7 separate regions of the Mus musculus genome follow, and regions 1, 2, 3, 4, 6 and 7 are each linked to region 5. The links are chromatin contacts, called in public Hi-C and promoter capture Hi-C maps. All regions are on one chromosome and are shown on one strand. The core of a region is the stretch at or near the end of the contact, and the rest is flanking DNA. Distances in the headings are between cores, read along the strand shown. Region 1 holds the start of Hnrnpc (heterogeneous nuclear ribonucleoprotein C). Region 2 holds the start of Zfp219 (zinc finger protein 219). Region 3 holds the start of Exoc5 (exocyst complex component 5). Region 4 holds the start of Rab2b (RAB2B, member RAS oncogene family). Region 5 holds the start of Parp2 (poly (ADP-ribose) polymerase family, member 2). Region 6 holds the start of Slc35f4 (solute carrier family 35, member F4). Region 7 holds the start of Mettl3 (methyltransferase like 3).

What was found. Promoter capture Hi-C pulls out the DNA fragments that hold promoters and counts their contacts. Hi-C and Micro-C count contacts between places; a contact is called where the count stands out from the background. Capture Hi-C pulls out chosen DNA fragments and counts their contacts.
Region 1: a promoter capture Hi-C map of liver shows a contact between it and region 5, with 5 times the contacts expected there. The contact joins the promoter of Hnrnpc here to the promoter of Parp2 in region 5. A contact is called at or near these places in 7 of 39 promoter capture datasets (cranial neural crest, embryonic stem cells, hippocampal neurons and 4 more), 1 of 115 datasets of contacts at active chromatin or transcription factors (astrocytes) and 1 of 9 other capture datasets (macrophages).
Region 2: a promoter capture Hi-C map of liver shows a contact between it and region 5, with 7 times the contacts expected there. The contact joins the promoter of Zfp219 here to the promoter of Parp2 in region 5. A contact is called at or near these places in 3 of 39 promoter capture datasets (hippocampal neurons, liver and pre-B cells), 4 of 484 Hi-C or Micro-C datasets (the G1E-ER4 cell line, embryonic stem cells, rod photoreceptor and 1 more) and 3 of 9 other capture datasets (adipose tissue, liver and macrophages).
Region 3: a contact with region 5 is called in a Hi-C map of B cells, with 7 read pairs. The contact joins the promoter of Exoc5 here to the promoter of Parp2 in region 5. A contact is called at or near these places in 1 of 39 promoter capture datasets (liver), 4 of 484 Hi-C or Micro-C datasets (B cells, CD4 T cells, the G1E-ER4 cell line and 1 more) and 1 of 115 datasets of contacts at active chromatin or transcription factors (extraembryonic endoderm stem cells).
Region 4: a contact with region 5 is called in a promoter capture Hi-C map of adipose tissue, with 5 times the contacts expected there. The contact joins the promoter of Rab2b here to the promoter of Parp2 in region 5. A contact is called at or near these places in 4 of 39 promoter capture datasets (cranial neural crest, hippocampal neurons, liver and 1 more), 1 of 115 datasets of contacts at active chromatin or transcription factors (astrocytes) and 2 of 9 other capture datasets (adipose tissue and pancreatic islet).
Region 6: a contact with region 5 is called in a promoter capture Hi-C map of liver, with 2.5 times the contacts expected there. The contact joins the promoter of Slc35f4 here to the promoter of Parp2 in region 5. A contact is called at or near these places in 3 of 39 promoter capture datasets (cranial neural crest, hippocampal neurons and liver).
Region 7: a Hi-C map of B cells shows a contact between it and region 5, with 7 read pairs. The contact joins the promoter of Mettl3 here to the promoter of Parp2 in region 5. A contact is called at or near these places in 1 of 39 promoter capture datasets (hippocampal neurons), 1 of 484 Hi-C or Micro-C datasets (B cells) and 1 of 115 datasets of contacts at active chromatin or transcription factors (astrocytes).

Annotation. Positions count from the first base shown.
Region 1 is chr14:52,102,513-52,105,494 of GRCm38.p6, reverse strand. Hnrnpc (heterogeneous nuclear ribonucleoprotein C) reads left to right here and starts at 1,474. Exons shown (of 9, transcript NM_001170981.2): 1 at 1,474-1,606. It also overlaps a transcript of Rpgrip1 not described here.
Region 2 is chr14:52,019,066-52,021,997 of GRCm38.p6, reverse strand. It overlaps Zfp219 (zinc finger protein 219), which reads left to right and starts at 1,265. Exons shown (of 5, transcript NM_027248.2): 1 at 1,265-1,475. Tmem253 (transmembrane protein 253) reads right to left here. Exons shown (of 7, transcript NM_001033805.3): 7 at 2,211-2,792. The coding sequence ends at 2,712.
Region 3 is chr14:49,065,148-49,068,087 of GRCm38.p6, reverse strand. It overlaps Exoc5 (exocyst complex component 5), which reads left to right and starts at 1,421. Exons shown (of 18, transcript NM_207214.3): 1 at 1,421-1,962. The coding sequence starts at 1,936. It overlaps Ap5m1 (adaptor-related protein complex 5, mu 1 subunit), which reads right to left and starts at 1,539. Exons shown (of 8, transcript NM_144535.5): 1 at 1,224-1,539. The coding sequence starts at 1,297.
Region 4 is chr14:52,277,907-52,280,967 of GRCm38.p6, reverse strand. Rab2b (RAB2B, member RAS oncogene family) reads left to right here and starts at 1,573. Exons shown (of 8, transcript NM_172601.3): 1 at 1,573-1,772; 2 at 1,983-2,054. The coding sequence starts at 1,727. It overlaps Tox4 (TOX high mobility group box family member 4), which reads right to left and starts at 1,822. Exons shown (of 10, transcript NM_023434.3): 1 at 1,736-1,822; 2 at 1,312-1,580; 3 at 1,079-1,147. The coding sequence starts at 1,317.
Region 5 is chr14:50,806,546-50,809,612 of GRCm38.p6, reverse strand. Parp2 (poly (ADP-ribose) polymerase family, member 2) reads right to left here and starts at 1,697. Exons shown (of 16, transcript NM_009632.3): 1 at 1,626-1,697. The coding sequence starts at 1,665. It also overlaps Rpph1.
Region 6 is chr14:49,524,386-49,527,474 of GRCm38.p6, reverse strand. Slc35f4 (solute carrier family 35, member F4) reads left to right here and starts at 1,638. Exons shown (of 8, transcript NM_029238.2): 1 at 1,638-1,964. The coding sequence starts at 1,862.
Region 7 is chr14:52,303,515-52,306,387 of GRCm38.p6, reverse strand. It overlaps Mettl3 (methyltransferase like 3), which reads left to right and starts at 1,264. Exons shown (of 11, transcript NM_019721.2): 1 at 1,264-1,500. The coding sequence starts at 1,401.

The DNA.
Region 1 (2,982 bases), core at 225-2,724, 1.3 Mb before region 5:
CCTCCAGGAACTGGAGTTATACGATGAGCCCTTTTGTGGGTGCTGTAAATTGAACCTCTGTCTTTTGGAAGAGCAGCAGTTGTTGTTAACTGCTAAGCCATCTTTCTGGCTCCCCAATTATCTGTCTGTCTGTCTGTCTGTCAATCTACCTACCTACTTATATTTATTGTTTTTTCAAGATAGAGTTTCACTCTATAGCTCTAGCTGTCCTGAAACTTGACCAGGCTGGCTTGCACTTGAAACACTACCTAGCCCAAACTTTTCTTTTTAAAAATAAGATGTAAAATTGGGAACACATAAACTCGTTGGACTGGTTTACATAAAATAAATCTTTTGAAAATGACAAAGGCTAGGCAGGAGAGATGGCTCAGAGGTTAAGAGGACTGACTGCTCTTCCAAAGGTCCTGATCGTAACCACATGGTGGCTCACAACCATCTGTAGTGGGATCGGATGCCCTCTTCTGGTGTGTCTGAAGACAGCTACAGTGTACTCATATAAAAACAGTAAATAAATCTTTTTCTTAAAAAAAAAAAAAAAAGAAAAAAAAGGAAAGAAAGAAAAAGGCAAAGGTTTAAAGATCTAAAGATTAAAAAAAATCAGGAAATTTTTCTGGGATACAATCTCCTTTTCTCCGTAAGCTATATATACATTTCAGTGTATTTAATGTTCCTACAGTATAACCAGAGCTTTAGTGGCAGACCAAACCTGAGGGGATTAAGTAGTCTATTCTAGAAAGTGGGAAATTGAGGTGGCTGGCCATTGGGTTTGCAGACTGTGTGGCGACTTGGGACAAGGAAGCGGGTTTATAGGAGGTCGGGTAATTGCTCCTGCAGGAGAGAACTACAGAACCCAGTTGGTTTGGAGGGGGAGCTGTTCACTGAGAAGGCCATGTCCTCCCAACAGCTTATAGAATCTGGCAGAAAGAAGGGATCTGAATTTGATAATAACTGCAGAGCTAGTAGACGGCCTAGAGATAACTCTCCTCCCTTCTCAGAAGCTTGTTTGCGTTTCCCTTTTCCTAGGCCTGGGGCTAGGGCAGGCCGTTTGCACCCGCTACCAGACTCCACCCAGGCTCTCCCACCCCCGCGCCGCGGAAATGCGGTGATCTGGCCGGACCTGGGAGCTCTCAGAAGCACTGATAGGACGATGCGGCCGTCAGTCAGATCCGCCGGATACCCGGATGAGAAGCTGTGCGCGATACAAAGGCGAAAATTCCACCCAGCTTTCCGTCTGGTACATTGACCAATAACCATCCGTCAGTCACTAAGTGGCATGAAGCTGAACCAATTACTAACTAGCCTCTGTTACGCATGTGGAAATTCTCGCAATTAGCCCAACCCACCTCGGATTATGATTGGACGGAATTGTGAGGAGCGGTAGCGCTCGCTAATTAGGAGCGGGAGCGAGAAAAGTCACAGCCAATAGGAACGCCTCCAGGAACGAGGCGGGGGCTGGACTTTCGCCTCGGCGGCAGAGGAGCTCGGGGGCCATTTTGTGAGGAGACGGAGAGCGAACGGTCGTGTGGTTCTTCGCTGTTGTAGCTCCGGCGTCTCGGCGTAGACTCGCAGTAGGAGAGGCGGTCTCTTCTCTCTCTCCTTCCTTTTGGTAAGCGAAGGGGGCGAGTGCAGGGGAGGCCCTGGGCTGCTGGGCCCCGCCAGCGTGTGTAAGGGGGAAACCGGCCTCGCGGCAGAAGCCGAGGCCGCGTTTGTTCCCGTGCGGTGGGGACTTGGGTCTCATGCGGGAGGCAACAGGGCCTCGGCCTTGGCGCGGAGTCAACCTAGTGACCTCCAGGCCACGGTGCGTACGAAAATACCCTGTCTGCGCGCTCGGGTTTAACGGCTACTTTGATTTTCTTTGCCCATCAGGGATTCCAAGGGGGGACCAAGAAAGCGAAGAACGAAATGCTTGTTGATGTAATTGTCGGGGATATCTTACGGATTCCGTTATCACTTCCGAAGATAGACGCTGGGTGGGGGTAGGGGAGCGATAACATGGTGGTGTCGGACTGGAAGCTTCTAAATTCCAGGCTGGCTACATGGCATCTGAACGGCGTTTTAACAATAGGTTGAGTAATCATTACTTTTTTCCTCTAGGGGTAAAATGGTTAAAAGTCGGAGTGCTTGTGTTTGTAAAGGGAAGTGCGGAAGATTAATTTTAATTGGAATAATTACAGCTCACATTTTATCTGCAGGTTACAAATCATAAGTTAGTGGAACTTGAGGTAGGTACTACTGTCATAGAGAGAATTGAGCCTTAGAAGCGGTTGACAGGATCGTACTAGACAGGTCAAGTATTTTCACTGAGTTTCTAGGTGGTGCGCGCCTTTAATCCCAGCACTTGGGAGGCAGAGACAGGCAGATCTCTTTGAGTTCTAGGACTGCCCAGGATACACAGAGAAACTCTGTTTCGTAAATAAATAAATAGGGGGAAAGGCTTATTTTTGGGGGGAGGGGACCTGACACGGATGTTAGCAGAAAAATTTCAAGCTGGACTTGGGAACAATAATTAAAAGGCACAGCAAGGGTTTACAGCTACCTCAGTACTAGTCCTATCCCTCTAAAACTCAAAAAGGCAGTTTATAGCTATGTATGATAGTGCAGGCCAGTAATCTTTGTATTGTGGAGGCTCTGAGACAGGACCCCTTACCCATTGCAAGGCAGCCCAGGACTACATAGTAAAACCGTGCTTAAAAACAAATTAGTTTCTCTCTTGTAGGTGTTGAGTTCTTTTTTTTTTTTTTTTTTTTTTTTTTTTTGGTTTTTCAAGACAGGGTTTCTCTGTATAGCCCTGGCTGTCCTGGAACTCACTTTGTAGACCAGGCTGGCCTCGAACTCAGAAATCCGCCTGCCTCTGCCTCCCGAGTGCTGGGATTAAAGGCGTGCGCCACCACGCCCGGCTAGGTGTTGAGTTCTTTTTAATGTAGCCTAGTGTTAGTGCTTAGTATTCAGGAAGACCTGGATTCAATCCCTGGTACTAAGAGT
Region 2 (2,932 bases), core at 16-2,515, 1.2 Mb before region 5:
ACAGACATCCATTTAGCAGTGTGTACTGCTGAGTTCCCAGCAGTTCTCACTTCACAGGCAATCTAGTTCACTCACTTACACCATTATCTGCCTTCTTAGACAATTTATTTTCCACCTCTCAAGGGCCTCATCATTTTAGAGGTCTTGTGCATGACTCTATTTTCGCCATATGATTCAGTAAGATAAGCAGAAGAAGCATGGTGTAATGGCCATGCAAATGAAGTGTAGTTCAGACAGATCTTATGCGCTCAAGCAACAGAGCCAGAATCTAGGTCTCCTGACGCCTGGTCTTGTTTTTCTCCCACTAAGAATTTCACACGGAAGCTCACTGAACTAAACAAGGAGAAATAGGCATGGTTGCTAGTAGACAAATCCCAACTGCGGAGCCATTCAAGCTTCACCACAAATTTCCAACCTTTTCCTTAAATTGTTTGCTCCCCCTCATATTCTATAGTATCTTCCCCAGGAAACTGAGTGAGGCTTTACGACTTAATTTGGCCAACCAATTGTGATGGAAGTTAACATGTATCCATTTGGCGAGCAGCACTGCAGAATTCATAAACAATTCTTCACACTTAGTTCACGATGTAGTGGGGGAGGCAAACTTATGGTGACACAGTAGGGTCTTCATACAGTAAGGCTCAGTCAAGCATGGTGAGTGGCACGTGCCTTTAACTCCAGCACTTACAGGCATGTGGATCAAGGTCTACATGGCAAGTTCCAGGCAGGCAAAGATACATGTGAGACCCTGCCTTTTAGAAAAGAAAAGAAAAGAAAAGAAAAGAAAAGAAAAGAAAAGAAAAGGAAAGAAAAGAAAAGGAAAAAAAATTGAGCCTCCAGCATCTTAGGATCTTAATAATTTACAATGAACAAAGGCCCTTGTCGGTTATTCTGGACACAAAGTAATGAGAAATAAAACCAGAGGTTTTGGCCCTGAGTGTTCAGCATTGTTAAGAGACCCATTTATACGGTCCTTGAGTTTCTCTTAAGATGCAGAATGCAATATCCAGGTTTCCGATTACCGCGGTAAAAGCTGGAAGACAGCTAATTGCTGTTTTCTCTTTATAGTTTCTTTGGCCACTACGTCCTGACTTTGAAGAAAAATATTCTTTTCTCAGAGCCCTTCACTATCCCTGCAGTTTGATTGGGGGAAGAGAAAACATGGAGGAGGCCCGGATTGCGTTCTCTCCATTCCAGAGCCTGATCCCAGATCTGTCTCCACCCACTAATACTCACACGTAACTTTGTCATAGGGCGACTATTACCACTCCCAAGGTGTCACAAACAGAAAGGATCTGCAGCTGGCGCCACTGCAATGTCAAGGCAAGCCAGCCAGGCTGCGCTCTAGCCTCACTGGTACCTGGGCTTGCCTGAGCCCGGAGAAGCAGCATTCTCTAGGGAAAAGAAGCCTTCTCAAGTGGGAACAAAAATGAATGTGAGGCGAACACCCATCCCGGGCACTATGTGAATTTGGGGTGAGTTCTCTTAGGCCTAGTCAATCTCTACTTTTTAGCAGCTACTAAGCTGTCCCCCCTCTCCCCGGTGCTATTGGGATCCACCGTTTTCCTGGGCTTTCTCCGCTCCCCCAAACCAACCGAGTCTATCATCTTTGTACACTTGCAGAGGTCATAAGTGGTGTGGGCACAGTACAAAAAGAGCTTCAGCGACCGTACCGCTGCAGGGATCAAAGGCCCGCCGGGGGCGGCCGAAAGGCTGAGCCTGCGCAGTCCTGCTCCCGCCTTGGAAAGGGTGGCGGCCACGCGGGCTCGGTCCACCAGCGTGCTCGCTAGAGGCGGGAAAGTCTTAGGTCGGTACCCCCGCCTGCCCAGCCAGCCTGTCCTCTCCAGCTCCCGGCCCGGGGGGGAGGGGGCGAGGAGGGCCGGCGCCTCTGACTCATCATCTCCAACCCCCTTCTCGCGCGCGCTCCAAGTCTCAGGACTTTGAACCTGGGCACTCGCGCGAGGGGCGCGGCGGCAGCACCAGGGGAAGCGCGGCTTGGCCCGGCGCCGACCCCCAGCCTTTGTCAGTACCGGCAGCTGCGGGCACGAGGGCTAGAGACCCGCAGCCGGTGGCGGTGACCTGGCCGCGGTGGCGGCGCCTCTGTGCGCGACGGCCCTCCCGGCGCCTCCCCGCACGCGGGGCCAGTGGTCGCGTCCGAGGAAAACTCGGCTAGGCCTTGCTCCCAGCGCCTGGCGTCACTCAGCAGATGCACAGCGCCCCCGCCGCCGAGGGAAGGCTCTTTATTTTGCAGTAGGTCACGGGGTAGCGGGGCATCCTGGGATTTGTAGTCTCGGGTGAATTAGGCAGGACCCGGATCCAAGGGAGACCTGGAGCACAACCGACGCGGATTCTGGGTTGGCTGGTGCAGCAACCCGGCTTGGAGTGGATGGGATTGTGAAAGGTGAACAGTGAGAGGAGGCAGATGTGAAATGAAGCTGGATGGAGAGGCAGGGAGGAAGAAGTCGAAGAATGCAAGGGAGGAAGCTGCTTGACGAGGCGTGAGGTGAGGGAGGTCTCTAGTCCAGAAATTATCTCCCTCTAGTGGGGAAGAGAAGAGAAATGGGCCTGGGTTGAGGGGAAATTGAGGGCACTCTGGGCTTCAGGCACATTCTGGGGGAAGTCCAGTTATAGTCCAAGGGAGGTGCAAGACGCAGAAGTGCCTGGAGATGTCCCCCTTGGCGTAGGGGGACAGTGGCACCTGTCTTGCCCACTCACTCATCCGTCCTATTTCCTGTGCTAGCCACCACGGGACCATTCTCCAAACCAGAAACCTCCTCCATCTCAGAGAGGCCCTGAAAACAGATGCGAGCAAATTTTGGGGTCAACCAAGGGGAAACCCCGGGTAGAAGCAACCCCCTTCCAGTTTTTCCAGTCTTTCCAATAGTACATTATGGCAGCTTCCTAACGTTTATGCACGCGTGTAGCTCCAGTC
Region 3 (2,940 bases), core at 172-2,671, 1.7 Mb after region 5:
TGAGGATGTTTACTAGATAGCACTGTTCTGAAAGGTAGAGGCAGCTTGGACCCTATCATTAAGGAATGTAAATAAAGAAAACCATAGATTCATACAGTTCAAGTATCTAGAGCTGCATTATCCAGTATGGTAGACACCAGGTACATGTGTTACTGAAATGTAAGCAAAACTAACAACTAATGGGGGTCATGGTTGTTGCATTCCTTTAATTCTAGTATTTGGAAACCAGAAGCAGGAGGGTATCTATGAGTTTGTGGCTAGCTTGGTCTACACAGTGAATTCTGGGTAAGCCAGTGGTACACAGTGAGGCTCTGTCTCAAAACCACAGCAACAAAAACCTAATAACTGAGTTCCTCAGTTACACCATTCAAATGCTTTCTGGTTTACATTCGAAGAGATTTAAAATTGGTCACCTTTCTACCATACATTGCTGCTTTCCAAGAACACACATCTACTCATTAACACAGAGGCTTCTTAGAAATAATGCCAAGAGACAGGTAACAACTTCAAGAACTGACAGATGGGATCTCCTGAAATCAAAACAGTTCTGCAAAGCAAATAAAACTACAAGCAAAGTGGCGAGACAGCCTATAGACTGGGGGGAACTTAGCCAGCTATACTTTATATCGGGGTTAATATCTAATATAAAGAACTGCAGAGTCCTCTCCATAGAATTATCTTGGTAAGATATGGCAAATTCTAAAGGTGGGACCAAACCACTTATGCCACCTGGATAAAAAGGTGACTGTAATTTAATTTTTCACACTTCTATTTTGCTCACCCACTAGAAGCTGCAAACTATAACGTTCTTTAAGCAATCATTTTTGTACCAAACTTAAACAGATGGAATTAATTTTAAAGATACATTAGTATAGCCGGGTGTCGTGGCCCACACCTGTAATCCCAGCACTCTGGAGGTATCTGTAAATTCAAGGCCAGCCTGGTCTACGTATCAAGTTCTAGGACAGCCAGGTATACATGAATCCTGTCTCAAATATATAAATAAATAAAGATACAATAGCAGTAATACTAGAAAACATGTAGCATCATGTAACAAGCAACTCATTCCTTACAACAAAGTGAGATAAACGTAGAAAGCCTAAATTGCCCAAGGGCACCCTGCTAGCTGCTCCTGGGACAGCTGAGACTCAGCGCACCACAAAAACTCCTGCTTAGATTCATCCTTGGACCCATCATGCCTGAGGATCCAGACTTGCAATTACCTGGAGAATCTGACGGTGCCTCCAAGTGGAGTTCCTGGTTCGTGACGTATGAGCCACACTGCCCGCAGGGCCATGGTTAAGCCTCCCAAGTATCAGAGCGATGTAGAAACTAAGGTCGCCATCCAGCCAAAGTAGACCCCGCCTTCTAGATGGGCTGTACCAGGCAACGTCCGGGTTCTCCCTGAGCCGCAAGAGCTCACTGGAGATGCTCGCTCTTCCGGGTGAGGTGACTCAAGTCTCCCGGTCCCTTCAAGAGATTAAAACACTCCTCAGAAGGTCTTAAGAACCTACACCCGGAATCTCAAGGGACTGGAATACTCTTCTCGCCCACTTCCGGGACGGCGGCCCGCGAGGCTCAAGACGCGTCACCCTGTCGCAAACGAGCGCCTCCGCGGCCCGCTCGCCGCTCGCTCCTTTCGCCCGCCCCGCGAAGTCGGCCGGGCGCGCGCAGCCCCACTTCCGGCGTGCGAGGCGGTGACAATGGGAGCGGCGCGGGCGGCGCCGGGAGGCAGCTGACAGGCGTCTGCGGCTCCGCTTCATGGCTGCTCTCCCTCTCTGCCTTCGCTGTGTGAGGACCGGGGCAGCCAGCAGCGGTGCGCAGCCCGGGCCGGAGGCGGTAGGCCGAGCTGGGACTGGTGAGCGGCGCCGCTGAGGCGCAGCATGTGAAGCGGAGACGGCCTCGAGCGCGGGGCGAGCCTCTCAGCCGGCCGGCATGGCCACGACGGCCGAGCTCTTCGAGGTGGGTCCCGGGGCTCGGCGGGCGGCGGCGGCGGCGGCGGGGGAGGGGCGGGTGGCGGCGGGACGCTGGGCCGGCTCGGGTGGCAGGGCGGCCAGACGTCCCGGAGACCGGACGGGCAGTGGGCAGGGCTGACTCCGGAGCCCAGGGCCGGCGAGCCGGGTCTTGCTGTGCGGATCCTCGCGACGGTGCTACAGGGGGCATCTGAATGGAGACTCTGGGGGGCTCCTCGGTGCCGAGGTTCCGACAAGCTCAGAAGCGGCCCTGGGGTGCCTGCCGTCTTACCTTACAGTCGAAAAGGCTGGGAGGATTCTTTTAAGGACAATAAAGGCCTACTTAGCCTCAGCACGGAAGGGAAGCGACACATCTTACTGCATTTAATTGCTGTGGAACCCTCCGACTGCTAGTTAAAGGATCCTTGGGCTGTGAGAAGCTGTGGGAGCGTTCAGGTGCATTTTCTTGAGTGTTTCAATATTTAAACTTGACAGTTGGATTTTGTGGCGTGTCAGTGTCAGAAGCGGTGAGGTTTGAGATAATGGAATGGGGTTACAAGACAATGAAACAGTATCTTCTTGTGTGGAAAAAAATAGAAGTAGTCATATGAAGAAAAATGAGGAATACACCTTCTCCCCCGCTGGGGCGTGATTACTCCATAGCAGCAGAAGTGTAAGTTGTAGAGAACACTGCAGTTCACAGTTAAGAATGTCACCATAGGTGAAAATTGTATCCATTGAGCATCAGCGTGTTCTGTGGCGTGAATTTTAAATGCCATTGTTTCCATTAAAAAAAAAATCTAACTTTTCAGTTACTTTTTTTTGTTACTGAACGTTGACTTGCAGTCATTCCTAGCATAGATACTGCATTTGTTTAGAGAAATAGCATGCCTAAATTGTAAGTTGTAATGAAAGTGATTTGAGTAAAAGTTATAATTACACCTAGGAAAAATTTATTGCTGTTCCTCAGATGTAAATGTCTGGAGAT
Region 4 (3,061 bases), core at 324-2,823, 1.5 Mb before region 5:
ACAACAGCAATGGATAACTACTTTTGGTGCAAACAACCGTGCAAATGAATTCACAGCACTTTGGGAGGTAGTATATAATCCTCAAAAGATGGACCAAGGCTCAAGTTCTCAAAAAAAAAATGGTAAAATTTCATACACTGCAGCTTTGACTTTCGCTTGCTCAAATAAGTTTTATGCTTTCTAATAGGAAAATCTGTCAACCAAAAGTTTTCCTGAATATCTTACAGCAGTGGCTCTCAACGTTCCTAATGCTGCATGGACCCTTTATTATGGTTCCTCATATTATGGTGACCCCCAACCATAAAATTATTTTCGCTGCTATTTCACAAATATAAGTTTGCTACTGTTATGAATCACAAAGTATCTGTTTTCCTATGGTCTTAGGTGACCCTTGTGGAAGGTCTTAGAACATCCAACAACCATTACTTCTACTTCACGCCATCTTTAAAAACCAAACCAAACCAAACCAAACCAAACCCTGTTATTATAGTCATTTGACAACTGGAATCCAAAGGTGACATAGTCAGTCTGTGATCACTGGGAAACAGGTGCACTCTACCCCCTTCTATGTTCTCTGGCAGCTATTTCTTTCCCTCTGTCGTTCTTTAGCCAAGCAAACAGATGCCACATCAGTAGGATGAACCACTTTTATCAGAAAAGACATTTCAAATAAAAGAGCCCCCTATAGAATTCAAGAAATAACAACTGTCCGAAGTTATTCCCTGCTGGATAAACAACTTTCTTTATCTCGATTTCTTTACTGAAAAAATTTTTTTTCTTTCTTGCTGTCTCCCAAGATTGTTAGTTATTTCACCCCCAACCAAAGAACAATTCCTTTCGTTCTTCCTATTCAGAACAGAAACTCCTCAAACAAGCCGTCTCTTCAACATCCTGGTTTCCTCATGACAGCCGCTTTCGGTTCTCCCCCACCCCCACCCCCTCCACAGTCCTTAGAGGAGCTCGAAGCCTCGGCCACTGTCCCCTCCAGCTCCCGCCAGCCCCCGCGCTCACCCCCACCGTCCTTCCCTAACCGCTGCCTAGGCCCTCCGGCGCCCCAGCATCAGCAGCTTTTGCTCACCTCGGCTCCTGACAGGAAAGGGTGCGAGGGCCCAGTGATCGTCAGGTAATTGTCATTTCCTCCGGGAAACTGTAAACCAAAAGAAAGCCGCGGTGGGTGAGTGAGCGGAGCAGTGGCGTGCTGAGACCCCAGCCCTCCCGAGCCCCCCTGGCTCCTCGCTGCCCTGCATTCCCGCTTCCGCTTCCCCTAGTCGGCCGCGAACCCTCATCAGCCCTCAAAGACTCGGCACCCACCTCCATCTTCACAGCACCACTACCAGCGACTCAGCGTCTCCGCGTCCGCATCGCTCCCACCGCCCCCACTAGGTTCCGAGCGCGTCACTTCCTCAAGGAGAAAGCGTCGCTCTCCGATGATTGGACCGAGTCAGGGACGCAACCAGTCTCGATCCCAGCTGCCCGAAGGGTCGCTGTCGCCCCCTGGAGCTTGGTGGGATAATGGCATGTAGAAGAGCACTGGGTGGCCCTAGAGGCGGCGTCCGGTACAGCCGATCCAGCGAAGATTTCTGGGGGAGAGCAATAGAGACGCAGCTTGAGCTAGAAGGGCTGGAGCGGAGGCAAATAAGGAGACCCGTAGATTGAGTGGCTAGAGAGGTCGGAGGTAAGTGGCTGTAGAAATCGGGAGGACCCGGAACACAGACGCCTCGGGACCATGACTTACGCTTATCTCTTCAAGTACATCATCATCGGAGACACAGGTAACCCGCCGACGGACCGCCTTCGGAGTTGGGGCGGGGATCCTACCTCCAAAATCGGCTTGGGGGCGGGGCGGGGTGAGCGGAGTTGCGCGGAGGGGGCGGGGCGAGCCCCGGGGGCGGGGCTCTGCCCCTGCCTTAGACCCTGTTCCCTGTCTGGGAGCCAGCGGCTTCCCGGGTGACGTGCGTCTAGTGAACACCGTTCTTTCGCAGGTGTGGGGAAGTCATGTCTCCTCCTTCAGTTTACCGACAAGCGGTTCCAGCCCGTGCACGACCTCACAATAGGTAAGCTATCCCCTCGTTCCAGAACAGCTAAAAGCTAGCTGCCAGAACTGCTAAAGGAGAAAGTTACAGTCTCAGTATTCTAAATAAAAAGTTACTTCTCGGCCGGGCGTGGTAGCTCGCGCCTTTAATCCCAGCACTCGGGAGGCAGGTGGATTTCAGAGTTCGAGGCCAGCCTGGTCTACAAAGTGAGTTCCAGGACATCCAGGGCTACACAGAGAAACCCTGTCTTGAAAAACCAAAAAAAGTTACTTCTCGCTACCTTGGTCTGAAATCATGGTATATGAAAAATGATAAAAGCTGGTAAGTGGAGGATAAATGATTGAAAGGTAACTTTAGAGATGGATGTAAGATACTAGTTGCCGTAGGATTTTTTTTTCTTCCAATGCAACTTGTATGTTTATGGAAAAATCCCACGGAAACATGACTGCTTATTAAACATCTCATCTGTATTTTGTTATTAACTACCAGCTTCACATGTTTTTCAACATAAACACCAACATAGGATTCTTTTAAGTCTGGAGAGGTAAAAGCCAATGTACGGACATTGCAGTTCTTCCTGCACAGACACCTCCTCTAATCTCTTCACCTTCTCTTCTTTTAGGAGCAAATAGCCTCAGATTCATTATATAACCCACACTGGACACAAACTCCCAGAGATCCTCCTGCATTAGACTCTCCCCCCCCCACCCCCTCGGGACAGGGTTTCTCTCTGTGTGGCCCTGGCTGTCCTGGAACTCACTCTGTAGGACAGGCTGGCTTCAAAAATCAGAAATCCGCCTGCCTCTGCCTCCCAAGTGCTGGGATTAAAGGCGTGCGCCACCACTCCCAGCCTCACGGACTTTCGTAATAAGTTTGTTTTTGCGCCGAGACTGGCTTTAAGCTTCCTGGGTAACCTGACCATGATTTTGACTTGATCGTCCTAAATGCTGGGATTAGATATGCACCACTATACTCAGCCTGTTTTTTAGTTTCTTACTCATTGAAATTACATTCTTATTGTTCTGAGA
Region 5 (3,067 bases), core at 448-2,947:
CAAAAATCACAAATCTTACATACATGTCTATTCTAAAGACAGTGAAGGGTGATTCTTCTTTGAGAAGCCCACACTCATGTTCTGTGGCGTCTCTCTTCCCAGTCATTCCGTTTCTTTTAACCCTTGTGCTTAAAACATATATTGGCATCTCCTGTAATAAACTTCCAACTTTGGTTCATTTTGCATACTCTTGAAAGTCATTTCTACTTTAAAGGCAAGAATACTAGGTTTGCCTGAGTGGAGGTCTCTGAAAAACTAAGGTTGCTGTCAGAGACAGTAGAGTTGTCTCTGCCCTTGACTGTTAACAAACATAAAACCCAAAACAAACAAAGAAACAAACCCCCAAAGGTTATTGTTTCCTTTTACGTGTATGGGTGTTCTGTCTGTATATGTATGTGTGCCACGTGCATGTCTGGATGTCTGGTGTACCTGGAGGTCTGGGAGGGTGGTTATGACTTGCCATGTGGGATTTTGGAATCAAACTCAGACCCTCTATAAGGGCAACAAGTGTTTTTTTTTTTTTTTGGTTTTGTTTTCTTTTTTTTTTTTTTTTGGTTTTTCGAGACAGGGTTTCTCTGTATAGCCCTGGCTGTCCTGGAGCTCACTTTGTAGACCAGGCTGGCCTCAAACTCAGAAGTCCGCCTGCCTCTGCCTCCCGAGTGCTGGGATTAAAGGCGTGTGCCACCACGCCTGGCTAACAAGTGGTTTTTAACATTGAGCTAACTCTCCAGCTTCTTGACAACCCTCCTCCCCCCACCCCCCTTTTTAAATGACAGGGTCTCTATATAGCCCTGGCTGTCCTGGACCTCACAGAGATCCTCCTGCCTCTGCCTCCCAAGTGCGAGCATTAAAGGTGTGAGCCAACATGCCCACCAGGCTCTCATAATATCCTTTAAAGAAAGAACTTAAAGTAGCTGGAGAGGTGGGTCAGTGATGAAGGAGCTGCCTGATTCTTCCCGAGGCTCTGGGTTTAAGTTCCATCTCTCATATGGCAGACCACAACTGTCAGTAACTCTAGTACGGGGGGTCCAACACTTCCAGGCACATACATGGTGCATATATATATATATATGCAGATAAAATACATAAAGATTAAATAATTTCTAAAGAAATAATTCAACATGCTCTTAATAACTTGCACACCACTCACTGAGCAATACTGCCTAAATTGCTATCCTGATGGGATATTAATAATAGGATAAAATAAGTTTACATAGATCTTTACAGTTCATTACATGGGTCTCATAGCCTTTGGTCTCTAATACCTTCCTTCAAACTAGACCACTTCATCATGGTCATCAGTAAAGTGTTCAACGGTCTGGACTGACCAACTTGCTGCCAGCGTTGCTATTTGGAGCTTTAGAACCTGTAAATTCATTGAACTTTAGTTGCCCGAAATATAAAACCGAGACCACAGACACAGTATACGGTCTACAGACACCAATTCTAAGATTCGAATTTTACTTTCTGAAATCGGATGTATCTTAAAAGGTTGACTACAGCTAATCACTTTACTGTAAGCGCTTATCCGTGACCCGCCTCTTTGGACTGAAGTGTAATATGAAAAAGCGAGAGGCTCCCTGTGACACTGGGCCGAGCATTCAGCCTGCGGACTGAGTTCCCACCTCGCCTTCCAGAGCCTGATCTCTGCCGCCGCGGCGCCATCGCTCTTGAAGGACGACGTCATCATCCCTTGCCCGGATGCGCGGGCTTCTTGTCTAGCACAGGAGCCTGGGGTAGAGCGCATGCAAATTACGCGCTGTGCTTTGTGGGAAATCACCCTAAACGAAAAATTTATTCCTCTTTCGAGCCTTATAGTGGCGGCCGGTCTACATCCTGAAAGTGGGCGGAGGAAGCTCATCAGCGGGGCCACGTGCTGAGTGCGTGTCACTCTTCGGCCCCTGGGAAGGTCTGAGACTTGGGCCTCCCGCGGCCCTAACCGGGCTCTCCCCGAGCGGGGAGGTGAGTTCCCAGAGAGCAGGGCTCTACGCTTGGGCAGACTGGGCAGGAGAAGCCCCGAGTCGGGGCGGATGCCTCCCTCGCCGGAGCGGATGCCTCCCTCGCCGGAGCTTGGAACAGACTCACGGCCAGCAGTGCGAGTTCAATGGCTGAGGTGAGGCACCTCCCGGGCCTCATAACCCAATTCAGACTACTCTCCCCCGCCCTCTTTTTTGATCGAGATCCTTTTGGAGTATTGACTCGAAAGGGTTTTATATATTTACTCTGTGTCTCAGCATTCAGTCAGTCATTCATTCATTTTGAACAGTTGTGACTGTATTGACCACAACCCTCTACTATAAAAAGACCAAGCTTGAGAGTTGTTCAAATATGGATTAAACCATAAAAATATAGAAGGGAGTTTGACAACATTTAGTGAAACATGATATGAACCCCCTCCCACTGTTGGATTTTTGGGGCTATACTTTAGCTATTTGTCTAGCAAAAATAAACGTAGTTCATACCTTCATGTAACTTGTTATTGGGAGAATATATATGTAGACTTATTACAAAACCAAAAAAATGAACCTGTAACTGTAATAAGTACTTAGGAAAAGCACATAGTATCATAATAGAGAAACAGGCTGGGAATTCCTCATGAAGTAAATGAGCAGAGTTGAGCTACAGCGAAGAACACTGAGAAAGGAGAAGCAATTGAGATAGGAGTGGAATAGGGCTCATACCAAGCCCAGCTTTCCTTACAAAGGCGCGAAGCTGTGACTTGACTAGTGTGTGGATGCCTCAGATCGATTAATGACCAAAACTGAAAAATAAAACTTTGATTACCATTTCCCGTCCCTCATCTCCTCCAGGTCTCCATCCAACTAACTCCATGTCCTCTTGAGCTTTCTTTAGAAAACAGGCAATTAAATTAAAAAATAAATAAATAAATAAATAAAAAGCACAAGTGATACGTACACAAACACATACAAACTCATTAAAAAAAAAAAAAAAAAAAAAAGCTGGGTGAGCCAGGCAGTGGTGGCGCACACCTTTAATCCCAGCACTTGGGAGGCAGAGACAGGTGGATTTCTGAGTTCGAGACCAGCCTGGTCTACAAAGTGAGTTC
Region 6 (3,089 bases), core at 389-2,888, 1.3 Mb after region 5:
TTTTTTTTTTTCTCTTAAGGGCCCATAACACAATGAAAAAATGCTGGGCAGCCTTGGGCAGGGACTGAGAAACCAACCTTGATTTCTGCTCCCCCACACCTCATGAATTTTAGAAATGTGAATATCGGCAGGAAGTCAAACACTTCTTGAGGAAAGGTGGAGCTGACCTCTACTCAGCTGATAAAGGCCTTCCCTCTCCTCTCATTTTCCCTTCTGCGATGGAGATTGGAGGATTACTTCTTAAGAGACAGGGACTGAAATCTATGAACAAGGTAGCCTTTGCTCCTTGCATTCAGCTAACTCTAGGACTTCTCATCAACTCAGAAGGGCCATATTGGTGTGAAGGCTGCTCACCCTGATCACAGAGCTTCTAGAATGTTCTGCATAGATAATAAGTCTTTCTGTAGCCGGGCAGTGGTGACGCTTTAATCCCAGCACTTGGGAGACAGAGGCAGGCTGATTTCTGAGTTTGAGGCCAGCTTGGTCTACAGAGAGAGTTCCAGGACAGCCAGGGCTACACAGAGAAACCCTGTCTCCAGAAAAAAAAAACAAAAAAACAAAAAAAAACAAAAACAAAAACAAAACAAAACAAAAAAAACAAAAAACAAAACAAAACAAAAAACAAAAGGAAAAAAAAGTGTTTCTCTTTGGTCTTTGGACTTTGGCAATAGCTCGTATGCTCAGATACAGTTTGAAAGCCCTTACTTCTTATGTGTTTTACAATAAAGAAGAAAATATTTTTTCTTAGATTGTGGGATATTTAGAATTAGACAAATGAATATGCTGTGCTCAGATGTATGGTCCTACCCTTTGTTGTGTTTATTGGAAGGTAGGGGTCCCATGTAGACTATCAGACACAGGACTTAAACTCTTAAAATCTCTGCATTCACTAGGGTAATTATAATCCACACACCACCTGATCGAGATTCTTCTTCTTCTTCTTCTTCTTCTTCTTCTTCTTCTTCTTCTTCTTCTTCTTCTTCTTCTTCTTCTTCTTCTTCTTCTTCTTCTTCTTCTTCTTCTCCTCTTCTTCTTCCTCTTCTCCTCCTTCTTCTTCTTCTTCTTCTTCTTCTTCTTCCTTCTTCTTCTTCTTCTTCTTCTTCTTCTTCTTCTTCTTCTTCTTCTTCTCCTCCTCCTCCTCCTCCTCCTCCTCCTCCTCCTCCTCCTCCTCCTCTTCCTCCTCCTCCTCCTCCCCTCCTCCTCCTCTTCCTCCTCCTCCTCCTTCTCAGTTGGTAAAAGGAGAAAAAGGATCCTTGGATGTCTAGACAAGTTGCAACGAGTAATGCCTGTGAATGCTTTCCATATCCATACACCCAAGGTGGAATGGGCAGGAGCCTGGAACGAATGCAGGGTAGAAGTGCTAAACTGCAGTGTGCATCTTTTGAATTGCTAACCCCTAGTTCTGTGTGAGTGTCTCCCACCCACAGCAGTTCACCTTGAGCATCTAGCCACCGTCCTTCCCTCAAGTGGGCTTGGGGGTGTCTACTTTTGGCACAAGGGTTAACGGTGAAAGTCAGAGACCAGGTGGGGCGCCCACAAGCGTCCCAGACCTGGGTGGGCGTCGGAGGTGAGGGGGCGCTGTTCGGGCAGCAGTGAGCTGGTGGCGGGCGGGTGAGCTGCCAGGCTGACAGAAAGGCCGGCCAGAGTGGGGGCCGCTCCGCTGCCGCTGCCGTTGCCGCCGCCGCTGTGATGCGAAGCCAGAGCTGCGCCCAGCGGTGGAATCAGAGCTGGGGCGCGGGAGCACGAGCTGCAACATCAGCACCAGCGGCGGCGGCGGCGGCGGCGGTACCTGCAGTAGCTCCCGGGCCCCGCGCTTTGCTCTACGCCCCGCGGCTCCGGGAGCCGCCGCCCCGCGTTCTCTATGGATGTCAAGGCGGCCCCCAACGGGGTGGCCACCATCGAGGACCGGATCCTGCGGATTACTGGCTACTATGGCTATTACCCGGGTTACTCCAGCCAGAAAAGTAAGACGCCGCGAGGCGGTCCTGAGCGAACTGCGGGTGGGAGATGGGAGCTCAGGAGCACAGGGGCACAGGGAGACAGGGGGCAGGGGTGCGGTGCCAGAAGGCGCGCGGTGGGACACCTGCAGCATTGTCTGCTCCCTCACAAACACTGCCCTGGCCTCCAGGACCTCAGGGAGTAAAGTATGTCCGATGTCCGCTGTCCTCGGTGCTGAACCTCGAGGCAGCCATTGGGGCTGGGCGCTTGAACCCAGGAGTTTGGGGACAGTCTCAGTCTTGGAGGTAGAGGCGTGTAGAGGACAGGGCAAGCGCTCCTGATTGTCGTCGGTCAGCCTACCGGAGGCTGATTTATGCCTGGAGGATGCTAACATGGCTGTTCCACTAGCTGACCATCAGCCCTTGGGATACCCACTCAGAAAGCTTGACTCTGTGTCAGGGTGCTTACCCCACGCTGGGGATGAAGACTGTGGGGGACATTAGTTGGTTGAGGTTAGACTGGCTGGGTGGGTCAGCTTGTTCACCAGGGGTTGTTGAAATGTTGCCAGCACGATAATTGTTCATGATAAAACATCCTTAGAAGGTTCTCTACCCCCTGAGCAGTGAAAAGAACCTGCTTAAGTGGCTGAATTGCGGAGCTACCTACACCCTCCACACAACGCGGCCACCTCTGAGCTGCTGGATTTCAGCTTTATTCTGGCTAGATTACGCCAGTCTGCATAGTTGCTCTCAGGTTTTGGAAGCAGTTTCATCCACTACCGCTTCCTACACACACACACACACACACACACACACACACACACACACACACACACACACACACACACACACCGTGTTGCTGGGGATGCAGTGAGGGTCTCTATGTTTCTAGTCTCCACATTCTGTTTCCCTGACACACAAACCCCCCACTGTATCTGCTAGGATTAGTTCTGCTAAGCACCAAAGTGAAGCCTGTTTGGTTTGGTTTTTTTATTATTTTTTTTATTTTTTTGGTTTGTTGTTGTTTGTTCGTTTGTTTGATTCCTTAATCTGAACTAGGAGAGTAGCTATGCTTTAATTTCCATGCAGGTGGAATTTCAGTTTTCTTTATCACAGCATTTCTGTTGCAAAAGAAGGCTCTTAACTGGTGTT
Region 7 (2,873 bases), core at 15-2,514, 1.5 Mb before region 5:
ATCTACTGTTCTCTGCCTTTCCAACACTGAGATAACAACTGCCTAGTCATGGGCTGGAGATAAGGCTCAGTGGTAAAGAGCACAATTTATTATTACAGAATTGAACTCAGGTTCAAACCCTAGCACCCACATTGTACATCACAATTGCCTGTAACTCTAGTTCACGAAGATGACTCCGTCTTCTGGTCTCCAGGGGAGCCAGGTATGTGTGTGTGTGTGTGTGTGTGTGTGTGTACAAACACACATATACAAATATTCAAACACAAAAATAAACCTTTTTCTAAATTAAGCTAAAACAATGTCTGCCACCCCACACAGCTTTGCCTTAAATTTATGTGGGTTCTGGGAATCTCAGAATCTCATGCTTTCACAGCAAACACTTTACTGAGCTACCTCCCCATTTCTTGCACATTTTCTTTTAAAAAAAAAAAAAAGAACAAATTTATTATATGTATATGAGTACACTGTAGCCGTCTTCAGGCACACCAGAAAAGGGCAACGGATCCCAATTACAGATGGATATGAGTAACCATGTGGTTGCTGGGAATTGAACTCAGGACCTCTGGGAGAGCACTGAGTGCTCTTACCTGCCGAGACATCTCTCCACTCATCCTGAACATTTTTAAAGAGTGCTCCCTCACGCTGAAAAAGATGGTTCCCTAATTAAGATGTTTGTCTTAGAATATGCCTGAATTCCCAGAACTCGGATATTGAGGCAGGAGGATTGTGAGTTGCAGAACCACATAGTGAAACTCCACTCTCCTTTCACACACTTTGTATAGAAAGAAAGAAAGAAAGAAAGAAAGAAAGAAAGAAAGAAAGAAAGAAAGAAAGAAAGAAAGAAAGAAAGAAGGAGGGAGGGAGGGAGGGAGGGAGGGAGGGAGGGAGGGAGGGAGGGAGGGAGGGAGGGAGGGAGGAAGGAAGGAAGGAAGGAAGATAATATTTAACTTAGAAAATCTGGGGCCTTAAGGGCAGAAATCTATGATACAGTGCTTGACCGTATGTGCAAGGACCAGAATATACAATCAACCAGACTAACAGTCTGTTCACTCCTTCCCGTCCATCCATCTCTCCACGCATACACCCACCCGTCAAACACTCACACTTGTTCTAGCCCTGCTATTTTAAATGCGTTGTCACTAACGACTTAAAGAAACAACATGGCGGGTCTGCCAGCTACCAACATGGCAAACACAGCCTCAGCGCTCCCGGAAACACGAGAGAGAACTACCGTGAGGATTACGTCCGGCTGGTTCGCCAACCGGAAGTGGCTTTTCATCTTGGCTCTATCCGGCTGGCCTTCGGGCGTCCTCGTGAGAATTAGATGTTTCTTAGTTCTAGGCTGGGGAGGTGCTAGTCCGCCGCGCCTGATTCGAGCCGAGTCCGCGCTGGGAGCTAGGATGTCGGACACGTGGAGCTCTATCCAGGCCCATAAGAAACAGCTGGACTCGCTTCGCGAGAGATTGCAGCGGCGACGGAAGCAGGACTCTGGGCACTTGGGTGAGGTGCGGGGTGGTCGGGGCGGGCCTGGGCGGGGCGAGAGACTCCTGGAGAGGAAGACAGCCCCGGGCTCTGCGCCCTTTCCGGAGCAGCCCTTTATTGGACTCCTCGATTGTTGGTTACCCCATCTTTCCCGAGTAGCTGAAACGCATGCCCACCTGCGGGAAAGCTTGCAGTGCCTCCTCCCGGGCGTCGGTTTTTCAAGCGTAACACCACACCAACATGGGTCCACTCCTCTCCTTGGGTCCCATTCCAGTCCTGTCTAGGAGAATGTTGCGTCCGTGAAGCCTCTCAGTACCTTATTCCGAGAGCCAGCAAAACCCGTTTTGTTGCTTCTGTGCCTGTTTTACCTTAGTTGTAACGTTTGCTTTGTCACTGTCTTTTCTTTCCCATGTGGGCGGGGAGCAAGGATTGCTTCTGTATATCTATCCCCAGAGCCCGGTTTAGCAGCCACAACAGGGTCCTCACTAGGACCTTCTCACTAGGACCTTAATGAATGAGTAGTGCAAGTGTTTACAAACGTAGCAAGAATCTGAAAACACTTGATTTTGGTCTTTAAACATTTTCCCCCTCCCCCTTGTATGACAAAGTTAGAAAAATTGAAGGCACTTAAAAGAGTACTACCCTAATAGCCTTCTCCAGCACAAGCTCAATTATTTAAGGTAAACCAGTTGCAAAGCTCTGCGAGAATACCGAATCCATACTACATGTGTGGGTAGCATGTCAGTGCTTTGCAGTATTCACAGCTCACAACAGCAGACCTTGGTGAAATTCAGTCTCACCGTAATTTGTGAACATTTATTGCATATCTACACTACTCATGGGTTTCGGCAAAAAGAAGACACTGCTGTTACCTTAAAGGAGCTTAAAAATCTATGTGAGAATCAAAGAAGATTAGAAGAAAAAGCAGGGAGAAAAACCCTTCATGGTGGCTCATGCCTGTAATCCCAGCACTTTTTTTTTTAAAAGATTTATTTATTTATTATATGTAAGTACACTGTAGCTGTCCTCAGACACTCCAGAAGAGGGAGTCAGATCTTGTTACAGATGGTTGTGAGCCACCATGTGGTTGCTGGGATTTGAACTTCAGACCTTCGGAAGAGCAGTCGGGTGCTCTTACCCACTGAGCCATCTCACCAGCCCATCCCAGCACTTTTTTAAACAAGAGGGATATCTGTGAGTTTGAGGCCAGCCTGGTATACACAGTGAGTTCCAGGACAGCCAGAACTACCTAGAGAGACCCTGCCTCAAAACAAAACAACAAAGCCAAAAAAAAAAAAAGAAAAGAAAAAGAAAGAAAGTGTCACAGCTACAGTATTATATATGTAAGATGCTAAATGAATGGGTCCACAGTCGCTACAATGACTAAGAAA